Regions from separate parts of the Mus musculus genome. Here region 1 is linked to region 2. Evidence: chromatin contacts called from public promoter capture Hi-C data. All regions are on one chromosome and are shown on one strand. Each heading gives the region's core, a stretch centred on a gene start, on an enhancer-like site or on the middle of the called end of the contact. The rest is flanking DNA. Distances are from core to core; before and after follow the strand shown.

What was found. Capture Hi-C pulls out chosen DNA fragments and counts their contacts.
Region 1: a promoter capture Hi-C map of pancreatic islet shows a contact between it and region 2. The contact joins two enhancer-like sites. A contact is called at or near these places in 4 of 39 promoter capture datasets (embryonic stem cells, liver, maxillary cranial neural crest and 1 more), 10 of 484 Hi-C or Micro-C datasets (CD8 T cells, DN3 thymocytes, Th1 cells and 7 more), 6 of 115 datasets of contacts at active chromatin or transcription factors (the 230-238 cell line, bone marrow-derived macrophages, double positive thymocytes and 3 more) and 4 of 9 other capture datasets (adipose tissue, embryonic stem cells, liver and 1 more).

The regions. Positions count from the first base shown.
Region 1 is chr9:21,744,087-21,751,035 of GRCm38.p6, reverse strand. Ldlr (low density lipoprotein receptor) reads right to left here. Exons shown (of 18, transcript NM_010700.3): 14 at 6,651-6,806; 15 at 5,131-5,304; 16 at 4,597-4,674; 17 at 3,730-3,887; 18 at 1,117-2,895. The coding sequence ends at 2,860. Among named protein-coding and RNA genes, the nearest start is that of Spc24, 13 kb to the left of the region's middle. Within about 2 kb of position 2,820, at least 41 of the 459 cell types and tissues checked have an H3K27ac peak or open chromatin away from gene starts, as enhancers often do. A contact at or near this core is called in pancreatic islet, where this site is marked.
Region 2 is chr9:21,645,594-21,652,643 of GRCm38.p6, reverse strand. It overlaps Smarca4 (SWI/SNF related, matrix associated, actin dependent regulator of chromatin, subfamily a, member 4), which reads right to left. Exons shown (of 34, transcript NM_001174078.1): 12 at 5,163-5,293; 13 at 4,969-5,026. Among named protein-coding and RNA genes, the nearest start is that of Smarca4, 33 kb to the right of the region's middle. Within about 2 kb of position 4,858, at least 10 of the 459 cell types and tissues checked have an H3K27ac peak or open chromatin away from gene starts, as enhancers often do. A contact at or near this core is called in pancreatic islet, where this site is marked.

The DNA of each region.
Region 1 (6,949 bases), core at 1,571-4,070, 100 kb before region 2:
ACAGGGTGTCAAATCTCATTCCTGATGGTTGTAAAACCCTGTCTCGAAAAACCATAAATAAATAAATAAATAAATAAATAAATCTTAAAAAAAAAAAAAAGACTTGCTCTTTGGTTAGTGTGCTCACCTTCATCATCCCTCGTGGATGTGTGAGACAGAGAATAATGCCTCTGTCTTAAAAAATACCCCTCGTGGATGTGTGAGACAGAGAGAATAATGCCTCTGTCCTAAAAAAGACGGCCGGTGAGAGACACAGCTCAACACTAACACTGGGAAGGCTGAGGCAGGTGAGTTTAGTCTGGGTTTTCAAGTTTATAATGAGGTTGGTTGGATGTTATTCTATGGCAGGCTCACTGATGTCCCAGGAGGGGGTCAGGGAAGTCGCTGTGCAGACAGAAAGGCAGCGGCTGGGACAGAGGAAGAAAGTATACAAGCAGAGGAGACAGAACCAAAATGTCTAGATTACCTAATAGAGCCTTGGGGAGAGGAAGCCCCGCCCCTGGGCTGCAGGGGCTGGAAAGTTCAGGGTAGACTGTGGGGTGTACCTACCTATGTGCCCAGCAACAGGTAGGGACTGCAGGATACTGGGAGAACTTGTAGGCCAGGTCTGCTTTGGTATTTAAAATAGGCACTTCAGCTACTCTTCCTGGCCCTGCAACCCAACACAGGCTACATTGTGAGATCCTGGCTCCAAACTACCAAAACCACGCAACTCAAACAGAAGGCACAGCTAGCGAAATGGTGGACTCAGCAGCTAAGGACGCTCACTTTGTCACCAGGGGCACGGCGCACACTCGAGCACCAGCTTAGCAAGATGGGAGTTCTCTGAACCTTGTAACCCCTGACTCTGAGCAGAGCAGAGCCAGGCTGGGCCTTGTTGGCATTAGACATAGCTGAGGGGGCCCCAGGTTCAGGGAAGAACTTTGCCTCAAAGGAACAATTTGGAGTTTCAGGACACCCACACGGAGAGAGGTGCGTGACCCCCTCCCCCCCACACACACACAAGCCTGTTCCTAAGCCTGGGTGAATACAGAGAAGTGGCTTCACAAAGCTATCCTCCAAGCCTCCCGATGCCTCCTCTGCACCCCACACCTCACACACATAAGGATGACAAAGTTTCCAAAAAAGAATTTAATCCATCACAGTATGATATTTTCAGCCTATAAAAACATCTGAACAAGGGTTTCAAAGCAGTTCCCACCCACTCAAAGCAACGCACAGGACAGGCCTGAGATCAGCCCATTCAAATCATCTTTGTATACAGAGCATCCCAGAGTATCACCCCAGCCTAACCTGGAGAAATTGCAGAGAGGTGCAGCAATCAGGGTTTGCAAAAATAAATAGATTTAATACATATGTGTGATATCCTTGAATATACAGAATGAAAACCGAGCCAGGTGCCATCGGCACATTACAGAGCTCTTTACAAGTGTCCCAGTGGGCTGGGCAGTGTGCCCTTGTGTCTTGAGTAGTGGACAGGTGGATCTACCCAGGAATCCAAGTAAGGCCACCACTGTCTTCTTAGGTTACCCATGTGACAAATCTGTGGCAATTTCTAAGTATTCTTCCAAGTCCCACCAAATAGTCTGGGATTTCTTTTGGTTTTTAGATATATAAGGTCTCACTATGTAGGCTTGGACCTCAGACATGTGCCCACCTCTTCCTCTTGAGCATAGGATTAAAGCCAAGTGCCACCACACCTGAGAAACCATGCGTGTATCCCTCCCCTCGCCCCATCTCTCCCCTTCAGCAGGCTGGATGTCTCTGTGAGAGAGGATGACGTTACCAGAGGAGCTAAACAACTCTGCTGTGCAGAGCCAGAAACCACCAAACAAACAAACAAACAAACAAACAAACAGACTAACTAAACACCAGACAGAGGCCCTGAGTTCCCCCCAGTACTGAAGAAGGCAATGGATGCTTGGAGCCTGGCAATTATCTTCTGTGGTCAATGATTCGGGGCCACTTCCGGCCTGAGGTCCCATCCAATGCACCAGGGTCAGTGCAACCTAGGAGTACAAATGTGGACCACGTGGGTGCCCAGCACAGAACGGGAAAAGTGCGCAGAGAGAAGTGCAAGCCTCACTCGGAGACTCGGGGGCTGGGCACAGGACAGGGGTCCTGCCGGCCACCCCTGAGCAGCAGGACACTGAGCAGGCCAGGACTCCTGAGCAAGGCAACCAGTTGTCTCAGGCACTTGATAAATATTAAGGGAGAATGGCGACTTGGGCTTGTCCCTCCAGGAACGGGTGACGTTTTGGCAAAGGCATGAGCGGGTATCCATCACTGGCAGCTGCCGGCCTCAAGATCCAGCAAGATCAGTACCGAATGTCACGAGTCACTTTCCTGGCTTCTGATGGGGGCGGCAGAGTCAGGCAGGAAGGCTCTGGGATGAAGGTCAATGCAGGAAGTCCTGAGGTTAGGGACTGGCTATGGTACCCAGGACCCGGTCAGTAGTACCTGCTGTCTCATGTCCAGCAGGCTTCTCTCTGCCTGGGTGGGTCTCTTCCTCCTCCGTGTTAGTGTTGAAAAGAGTAGAATTCAGAAGCTTCTGGGACAGCCTATTTGGCTTCCAAGGAAATGAAGATGGGAGAAAAAAAAAAATTCCCAGGCAGAATTCGAATTTCAAGCACAGCCAGTAGCCTTTTCTGTCCCCAGACAATAAATATATAAAACAGAACCTGGGGCAGACAGGCAGCTGAGCTTGGCCCCCAGCCCAGCTTTGCTCTTATCTTGCTTTGAGCAACACAGAGCCCAGGGAGGTGGCAGGACCAGTGCTGGATGGGGAGGTCTGGAGAGAGTGTCTTTTCTGCCTAAGCTTGGCAATGGATCCCGGAAAGAGACGGCTCTCCCGGCTGCTCATGCCACATCGTCCTCCAGGCTGACCATCTGTCTCTGTCAGCAAAGCGGAAACACAGGAAACAATCAGACTAACAGGACTATACACAAGCATGGCAGGAATCCACCTCTCTCTCCTGCTCGTGTCCCTCACCTTCTGTCCCTGCGCAGTCACCAGAGGTGGCCAGAACACCTAAGACTGGGTCAACTAAGGCTCACAATGCTCTCCTCTCACTTCCAGGCTCGGATCTTACCACAGATATATCCCGTGTTTCTTTCTGATTTTTTAGAAAACCTCTCTCTCTCTTTCTCTCTCTCTCTCTTTCCTTCCCTCCCTCCCTCCCTCCCTCCCTCCCTCTCTCTCTCTCCCCCCACCCTTGGGAGGGGATGTGTGTGTATGTGTGTGTGTGTGTGTTCTCTGCATTAAAGTTACACATGTGCCTGATGCCTGTGAAGGCCAGAAGGTATCAGATCCTCTGGAACTGGAGTTATAGATAATTGTGAGCCACCATGTGGGAGATGGGAATTGAACCCAGGTCCTCTGGAAGAACAGCCAGTACTCTTAACCACAGAGCCATCTCTCCAGTCTTCCCTTATGCTTCTTAAGTACACTGTGCCCAATCTTATCACAATTTGAGGTCTTTGCAATGAACTGATTCCTCTATTCCCAACCCCCACTCAGAGGAGACCTCCTCCCCGGTCCACATACAGCTGGCTCTAGCATGTTCCTGCTACTGTGAGGCACACCCTAAGCCCTCACTGGGGGCCTAGGCAGGTTCTACCACTGAGCTGTGCATGCCCCTGGTTTGGGCTTCCTCTCCTTCCACTCCACCTAACTTCTGTCCTTCACCTCATTTGATGTCTCATCTCTCCCACAAAGGGCACACTCACTGAGGGGTAGGTATAGCCATCCTGGCTTCGGCAAATGTGGAGCTCGTCCTCTGTGGTCTTCTGGTAGACTGGGTTGTCAAAGTTTATGCTGTTGATGTTCTTCAGCCGCCAGTTCCTCCACAGCAGGACGGCCCCAAGGACAAGGAGGGCAACCAGTGCTGTGGGGAGAGGGGCTTGGTCAGGGGCTCTCAGGAGACCCCGTGCCAGTGAAGCTACCGGCATGTCCATCCTGGCCCTTTCATGTGACAGCGATATGTTTTGAATGTAAAATTATACTCACCTATCATACAAAGAAAAAAACCAAGGGAGTGTGTGTTGGTATAGCATTCACTGGGAGTCTAACACTTCAGGGGAATGAGGCAGGAGGATGCTGACTTCTGAGCCAGCCTGGGCCCCATAGCCTGACCCTGGTTCTAACTTTTGAGATTCTCTGTCAACTTTGCTCTTTTTAATTAATTAATTTATTTATTGAGACAAGGTCTCACTGTGTAGTTCTGGCTGTCCTGAAACTCACTCTGTAGACCAGACTGGCCTCAAACTCCTGTCTCTGCTTCCTGGATGCTAAGATTCAAGGTATGAACCACCATGATTTTTTCACACAGGATCACAATTATTTTTTGAGAAAGAAATCCACTGTCTACCCCACTCCCTTGCCGGTCTAAAAGTCTGTATGTAGACCAGGCTGGCCCTGAGAAAACTCAAGTTGTGTTTCATCACCACCACCAGGGACACTCCACTCCATCTTATTTGTAATGAGTGAGAAGGGGGCAGTGATTCGAGGCAGGCAGGGGCATCCCTCAGGCAGGGGTATTCCATTTTTTGTCAGAAAGGTGACATGGCCAGGTTAGCACTGCAGGCAACACTTACCAATAGGGAAGAAGATGGACAGGAACCTCATACCATGTGGCTGCTCCTCATTCCCTCTGCCAGCCATGTCACCCTGGACTGCAAAAAGGGAAAGGATAAGGTGAGGAGGCTCAAAGACATCAGAGAGGGGACAGGGCAGGACATGTCTAACACCATGTTAAAGTTCAGGGGAACCTGGGAATGTTACTAAGGTCCCTACAAAGTCATGTGGACTTAGTCTGTAGGCAGCTGGCCTCCAGTGTACACAGGGGACAGTTCTAGGATCCCTAGAGATGCCAGACATTTGCACAGAAACTGTACCCACATAGACACTTAACACAGCAAGATGGCTCAGAGAGTAACGAAGCTTGCTGCCAAGCTTGCTAACCTGAGTTTGATCCTAAGCCCCGCATGGAAGGAGGACAGAACATACTGTCACAAGCTGTGTCTGACCCCACAGGCAGAGTGGCCAATTCCCCAAACCCACAAATACATCACATCACTGTAATTAAAAAATGCAGTACTTATGAAATGAAGGCTGGGCCTGGCCGGTACCTTGGTGGGACACTGTCACTGACGCCACTGTGCTGAGCCCTGGGGTGTCCACAGGCTGCCTAGGAGTACTGGGAGCTGAGAGATCCTCACTGTGCTTCGGTGGCCTGGTAGCTGATGCGGTGACCACAGGCCGGACGGCGGATGTCCCCTGGGTGGTCAGTACAGTGTCGACTTCTGATGGGACAATAAACATGACCTGAGGGCCAGGGGCCGGGTGCCACACTGACACCTCTGCTCTGGGTGGAACGCAGGCCACCAAATTCCATGGCATCAGAAATTGAGCAAACTAAATGGGTAAATAGCTGGTGACACTGTCCCTTGTGTCATTCCTGAGGATTATTCCAGGGGGACCTCAAACTTGTCATCCCTCTGCCCCAGTCTCCAGAGTGTTGGTGTCCTGTTCTTACAATAGGACCTGCAAATGGTGAGTGCACTTTGGTCCCTGAGATCAGCGTGACCCCAAAAATCTATGTTGGAAACCTAACCACCAAATTCTTACTGAGGAGAGATTTAAAAAAAAAAAAAAAACTTTGTTGTTTGTTTGTTTTTGAGACACAGTCACACTATGTAGCCCTGGCTGTCCCTGGAACTCACAATATAGACCAGGCTGGCCTCAGACTCAGAGATATGCCTGCCAGAGTGCTGGGGATTTAAGGTCATGTGGCCGTCACAGCAGAGTCTGGTATTTCGTTTTCTCCTTCTATCAAGTGGGCTCTCCGGGATCAAATGCAGGTAGGCACCTTTCTTCAGGAGCTTCTCCGTGGCCCCTCGTGGGTAGGATGCCTGGCAGTGAAACCTTACAGAGGTGACTAAGAGTGAATGAGGTGAGCCGGGCAGTGGTCCCAGCACTTCAGAGGATCTCTAAGTGCAAGGCCAGCCTGGTCTACAGAGCAAGTTCCAGGACAGCCAAGGCTACGAAGAGTAACACTGTCTTAAAAAACACAACAGGCCGGGCAGTGGTGGCGCACACACGCCCAGCACTCAGGCAGAGGCAGGCAGATTTCTGAGTTCGAGGCCAGCTTGGTCTATACAGTGAGTTCCAGGACAGCCAGAGCTACACAGAGAAACCCTGTCTCAAAAGATGCGCCCCCCCCCAAAAAAAAAGTCCTTTAAGTAAATGAATAAATAAAATGAGAATATTTGCTCTGAGTCACTGTGTGACACCCTCCCCTATGTCTACCAGATGCTAAGACCTCTCGTATCCAAACCCAAGAGCTACATGAACTATGCTTTATAAAGTATCCAGTCTCAGGGAATCTGCTTCAGCAACAGGACACAGACAGAGACAACTTCAAACTGAGCCCTTCTCAGATGACATCAGCAAAAAGGGGTCTTCTTACCAGATACCCTGGTCTGAAGTCAGACAACGTCCACACAGAGCTTAGAGACAACTAGAACCCCTAAGAGTAATTTCATTTGAGACAGGCAGAGAACCTCACTCATGAGTCTCCAGACAGCTGGACATCTGGTCAGCCTCTGCAGGCTCATGCGGGTCCACCTCTGGGGACTTGTGCCCCTACCTGTGAGGCAGCTCCGCATGTCCTTGGCCAGCAGCATGCCATCAGGGCAGGCGCAGGTGAATTTGGGCGAGTGGGGACCGATCTGTGGGGCGGGCAGGCACAGGTACTGGCAACCACCATTGGGGAGGAGGGCTGTTGTCTCACACCAGTTCACCCCTGGGAGGAAGAGAAGTTCATGGAGAATAAACTGACAACATTTGATGACGGGCAGAGTCAAGAAAAATGGCTGACAATTTTATTATTGGGTACAGGAAGCGCATTGAACCCATCTTCAGAGTAAGCCAGAAGAATCTAAAAAG
Region 2 (7,050 bases), core at 3,609-6,108:
CCCAGCCCCCATGCCAAGCAGCTCACAAGGGCCCATAGCCTCAGCTCCAGGGGATGAGCTATCCGCTGTTGGCTTCTGCAGGCACCTGCACTCATGCCTGAAGAGAGACAACCAAGCATACAGAGAAACAAAACAAACCACTATGGTTAGAATCACATGTTCAAACTGCCGAAAGAGGAGAGGGGAACAATCAACCAAGACTGACACATTCAACTAAACTGCTCTCCCAAAATACAAAAGTACCCTAGAAAAAGAGACTGAAGAGCACCTGTTGCGGGCAGACAGACACTGTGAAATTTTTCTAAGAAGGCTGGGGTGTGGTTCAGCGGTAGAGCACCTGCCTGTCTGTATAAAGACCTAGGGCCAATCCCCAGCAAAACTGTGAAAAAGAACCAACCAACCAACCAACCAACCATTACCACACAACACACAAAACCAAAGACATGCTACTGGATAATTTAAATCCCTGGAGGGAAACATCACCTGAAGAGACTACAGTGATGGCTCTAAGGCTAAGAGTGCCTACTACACACTCATGAGAGCTAGTCACGGCAAAAACCTGCAACTCCAGGAATCTGATACCCTCTTCAGGACTCTGCATGCACATACATGCATACATTCAGACACACAATAAAACACATTCTTGGAGAACCCCACAAGAGCATCAGAAATGGCACATATGCCCATGAATGTAAACTGCTATGAAAACACTTTCACTTACTACTTCTATACGAACATCTTCCAAAGGGTTCAGAGTGAATAATGCTTTAATTTCAAGAATACTGTGCTCAATCTCAGCACTCAGGAAGTTGAGGCAGGAGGATCATGGGTTCATAATCACTGGGAGTGTCATATTCCCTGTGGCTGAACCATTAGGTCCCTATCTCAAAAATCCAACTTAGCTGGCAATGGTGGTATACATCTTTAATCCTAGCACTTAAGAGACAGAGGCAGATAGATCTGAGTTCAAGACATGATCTACAGAGTGAGAACAGCTAGGGCTACAGAGAGAAACCCTGTCTTGAAAAACAAACAAGCAAACAAAACCAACTTAAAATTATGAAATGGAGTAAGATGCCTACTGTATCTGTATGATTACAAAGAAATTATTAAATAAATACACAGCTCCAACAAACATTTACAGAAAAGGTTACAGTAAACTTAAAAACAAAACCCAGCACACCAAACCAAACACAACAAAAATCATTTTAATAAAAAAGGCTGTACATGGGAAAGGAAAGGGGAGGGGAGGGGAGGGGAGAGGAGGGGAGGGGAGAGAGAGAAAGAAAAAGAGAAAGAGAAAGAGAAAGAGAAAGAAAGAGAAAAGAGAAAAGAAGGGGGGAGGATAAAGCCACACTTCTGGTTGGAGAATCACCATGTGGTCAAGGCAGCCTGGAAAACAGAGCAAAACCGCCTCAAATGCTCACCTCTGTATATATTCATGCACAGAGAAAAGAAGGAAAATTCAGAAAGAAAACAAATTAATAACCAAAAGCACAGTGGTATTGCAAATGCTACATTATCCTATAGCCCGAGTATGATTTCTGGAGCCTACAGTAAGAGATCTAGATCTGACTCCTGGGAGAAGTTCTCCCATCTCCACATGCACATAGCATACAGGCCTAGTCTCACTCATAGGCATCATATACATGATAACAGATTTTAGAAGAAGTTTTAAAGAGTATTTTATATTTCAGATCAATTGACAACAAAATTAATTAAAATATTAGGATTCTGGGTTTGGATTCCCTTTGTGTGTCATGTATATGTGTGCATACTTTTGCTTTTAATAAAACTTTCCTGAGTGCCAAAAATATACAAGTATAAAACAGTGACTGGAGCTAGGGCTCAGTGGTACAGAGTACTTCTCTTGATTATGTGAGGCCCTATTTCAACCCAGTATCAAAAACAAAAACACTGGAGACAACAAAGGCAGGTGGATTTCTGAGTTCAAGACCTGCCTGTGCTACAAAGTCAGTTCTAAGACAGTGGCTTTACATAATAAACAGAACTTTTCTCGGCAGTGGTGGCGCACACCTTTAATCCCAGCACTTGGGAGGCAGAGGCAGGCAGATTTCTGAGTTTGAGGCCAGCCTGGTCTACAGAGTGAGTTCCAGGACAGCCAGGGCTACACAAAGAAACCCTGTCTTGAAAAACAAAAACAAACAAACAAAACATTTGTCTCAAAAAAAACCCCCAAAACCAAAACAAACCCCCTGACAAATAAACAAACAGCAAGCCAAAGTCATTAAAATGTATGAGACACACAGCAATGCTTATCTAGCAAGTAAAATGCTTACGTTTTTTGGGGGAGTTGGGGGAGCTAAAAAAGTAACATTTATGAAGCCAGGCACCAAGGCATGCAACTCTAATTACCCATGCTTAGGAGGCTGGAGCAGGGGGATTTGGAGTTTGAGGCCGGCCTAACAGTTCAAGGCAAGCTTGAGTGATACACAGTAAGAAAAAAGATCTCAAAACCCACGTTTATGAAATGTAGCCAAGGGTGAATAGGGATAAACATATAGGTGTAGGGCTGAGGAGATGGCTCCTCCGTTAAGAGCACATAATGCTCTTCCAAAGGATGTGAGTACAAATCCCTGTATGCACGGTGGGAGCTCACAACTGCCTGCACTACAGTTTCAAGGGATCCAATACCCTATTCTGGCTCCTGCTGACAGCAGCAGACACAAGACATACACCCATGAATAAAATCAGTAAGTCTAAAACCAAAATCATATAAGTTTAAACACTATTTACATCCAAAACCAAAAGCCTTACTTCAATAATTTAAGCCTAGATCAGCCAACGAAGTGAGACAAATCACTAAATTACCAAAATCAAGAGTACACGAACAATCACTCTGACCCTACAAAATGATAAAGGCAGTAAGAAACCATTAATCACATGCTGGAAGCTGGGGAGACAGCTACGTGAGTGAACCACTTGCACACAAGTGTGAGGACCTGAGTTCAATCCCCAGACACAACATAATGCCAGATGCAGTACTGCATGTCTATAATCCCAATGCTCCTATGGTGAGATGGGAGGGCAGAGAAAGAAGGATCCCTAGAAACATGTGGGCCAGCTCACCTGTAGTACACAGCAGTAAAGAGAGCTCCAGGCTCTAGGTAGAGGTGAGGATGGACATCTCAGGCTGTCCCCTGACTTCTACATACACACTGTTGTGTGCCTACACTTATATATTTACAGGTAACACACACACACACACACACACACACACACAAAGAGTGAGAAACCAAGCATACTGGGAGAAGATATTTGCAAATTATACACTGGGTCAGAGATGTGTGTCTAGAATAAGTAAGGGCTGAGAGCTCATTAGGACGGCAGCCCAGTTAAGACCAGACTTGAGCAGACTTCCATTGAGGAAGATGGCTGGATGGCGCACATGTGCACATGAAGATGCTTAACATCACTGCGTACTAGGGCAATGCAAATGAAAACCAAATGAGATGCCACCACACACCCACTAAAATGGCCATAAGCAAAAGGACAGACAATACCAAGTGTTGGTGAGGACATGGAAAAACTGGAACCTGTGAAATGGTACAGCCACTTTGGAGAACAGTTGGGCAGTCTTAGAAAGTAAACATAAACTTACCACGTGACCCAGCAAATCCACGCCTAGGCATCTACCCAAGAAAAATGAAAACATATGTCCACACAAACCATGTTTTCAAATGTTCACAACGTAATTATTCATAGTAAAAACAGAAATACAAGTGTCAACCGATGGTGGACAGGTAAACAAAATGTGGTATATTTATACAATGGAACACAATGCAGCAATAAAAAGATCAAGTTCTTACAACACACACAACACATGATGAACCTCGGTAACATGCCAACACACTGGTGCTCCGACTCCATTTGCAGCAAGTCTACAAATGGCTAATCTGGAGATGGAAAGCAGAGTGGTGAGCTCTGTGGGGTGCGTGGCTGTAATCCTAGTACTCGTGAGACTCAAGTTAGAGGATACTAAGTCGAAGCTAGCCTGGGCTATACAGGAAGACTCATCCAACAAGAAATAAAAAACAAACAAACAAACAAACAAAAACGGTTCTGTGGCTTGCTGGGCATAAAGGGAAGGGAGAGCAGACAGCCACAGACAGCTTAAAGGTTGCTTTCTAATTGGTGTGAGGAGCTGATCCGCAGTTCCATATGTTAACTAAGAAATAATTGAACTTTCCAGTTTATGTAAATTAGATCTCAATGAAGCTGTTTACATTAGAACACAATATTCTCTACAGGGCATGGTAGTAACAGGTATAACTAACTCTAGCATTCAGAAAGGCAGGAGGATGCATGTCTGAGCTTCAAGCCAGAATGTGCAAAAAATAGCAAGACCCTGTCTGAAACAAAAAAACAAACAAACAGCTTAGATATATACATATGCACCTAAAACTGACTCTTATGTAGGCAGGTGGCCCTCAAGACTCCAGTAGACATAAAAACCACAAGTCCTCTTTCTAACACAGCAATTCAACAGGGAAGGCTTGAGTAGATGGCATTCCATCGGCCTAATGATGTGGGGAGAAGGGGAACACAAAGCCCAGGGAGAAACAGATGTAGGCAGGAGCCATCAAGAGGCATGAGCAAGAGAACACTGAGGCGAGGCAGCCGCATATATGGGGCACGCACTCATGACTGTTCAATCACAGCACTGATGAATGGGCAAAAGCAGCAGAGCGTTCAGAGGAGTGATGCTGGGTGCTTGAAATGTGGCCAGTGCAACCGAGGAAATGATTAAACTGGATTGCCCTGAATGGAAACAGTCCACAAGTTAGCAAAGCTCTGAAGCACCACTTCCAGGCAAGCCCAGAGCTGTGGCTGCCCCTGCCACACCATGCCCTGCCAGCACACAAGGCACAAGGGCACAGTCCACAGGGTGACATCCACAAACAAGGTGGAAACCCCAACAACAGTTAAAACAAAGTGGTCTCTTACCTCCTCCTCCTCTTCAGAGCCACTTTCTTCACTGTCTGACCTGGGGGCTACTTCATACCTAGGGAACACAGCAGTATTTGGATGCAGCTCTGCCTGCAAGTAGCAGCTTTACTTTCCCTAGAACCTGATCTGGCCCTCAAATGCAAGTACCACTGCCCCAGCCGCAAGTCCCACAAAGGAAGCATTTAACTCACCCTGGGTTCATTTCAAGCCAGGCTTCCAGCTGCCCGGCTTTTGGGGCATCTGTGCCAGTGAGGATCTTGCCACTCTCCACGTGGATCACCTTCACAGGGAGGTCACTCATCTGGCTGGTCTCATCCAGAGGCTGAAAGAAAGTGACTGTCAGGAGCAAAGACTCCCCAGTTCCCACCCCGGGACCCAAATGCAGAGATCACAAGGAGGAGACTGGTCTGAGCTACAGCATCAGAAACCAAGGAGGAGGACAGAAGACGCAGCACATCACTCTGAAGGTAAAAAGGACTGAGGCCTGATAATTTCTCTACCCTAAAATTTGGATTAAAATGCTTGGGATGGGGCTGGTGAGATGGCTCAGTGGGTAAGAGCACCCGACTGCTCTTCTGAAGGTCAGGAGTTCAAATCCCAGCAACCACATGGTGGCTCACAACCATCCGTAACGAGATCTGACGCCCTCTTCTGGAGTGTCTGAGGACAGCTACAGTGTACTTACATATAATAAATAGATAGATAGATAGATAGATAGATAGATAGATAGATAGATAGATAAATCTTTTAAAAAAATGCTCGAATGAGTCTCAGTTATATTTAAAAAAAATTTTTTTGCTTGTATTTCTGTTCACTATATATGTGCCTGGCACCCCAATAGGAACCCCAGAAGAGGGCATGAGATCCCCTAAATCTTGAGTTATAGACAGTTGGGAGCTGCCATGTGCATGCTAGGAATTAAACCCAAGTCCTCTGCAAGACCAGTCAATGCCCTCAACTGCTAAGCCATCTCTGTAGCCCTTCATCTCAATTTTCCACAGACATACAACTCTAAAAAGCGTGTGAGGCCAGGGACAAGCAGAGTGACACTGACACCAGGAACTTAGAAGAGAAACTGCTACAGTGCTGACTCAGCACCATCCCCTAAAGCTTACTTTTGTAAGGTGAGACTGCTGCCTTCAGTCCCCCACATGGCTTAGAAAAATGGCTCTGTGCTTCAGGCACAATGGCTGACGCAGGCTGCCAGCTTCAGCTAGGCAGTAAGACTTTGTCTCAAACAATAAAAATAAAACAAAATACTAAAACCGCTGACAGTGGCTTTGTGCTGTAATATGGCAGCCCACATTCTTTTAGAATAATTCAAGAGAACATCAATGCTGGCTAGTGTTTTGTCAATATGATAGAAGCTACAGTCATCTGAGAAGAGAACTCAGTGAGAAAATGCCTCCGTAAGAATGTCCTATGGGCAAGCCTGTGGGGCATTATCCTCGTTGATGACTGATACAGAAAGCCCACTGTGGATGGTCCAGCCTTGGGCACCATCAGAAAGTAGGCTTCCTCCAGTCTTTGCATCATTTGTTTCACCCAAGCTCCTGCCTTAAATTTCTATCCTGAGTTCCCTCTGTTATTTGTAACCTGAGATGAAATGGACATTTCCCTCTCCAACTTGATTTTGGTTGTGTTATCAAAGCAATTGAAACCTTAAGGTAATATCCCCTATAAAAATCCCTCGGAATGGCTAGTTAATAGTCACAGCAGTATGTTTGGGGCCAGCCTAAGACACAAGTCAGCCACTGCTGTCTTCCTGGAATGCTTAGGAGGAAGCACTTGCCTCAGAGAACAGGAAAACAGTCCCCTAGGGCCACAATGGAAGCAAGACTGCTGATGTCTGTGGGTGAGCTTAGCTCAGCTGTACAGCATGTGCTTAAGAGTGTGCGAAGCTCCAGCTTCCATTCCTGGCAGAAACCTAGAAGCTAGGGAAAGGAGACAATGACTTTTCATGCTTTCTCCTTTTCCCTGCCCTGAGTATACAGACACCATGTGGGATGGCTCCAAGATTCAGGAAGAGTCCTCTCCCAAGAACGTACGATGCGGGCGCCTAAATTTTGCTGTTTCTAT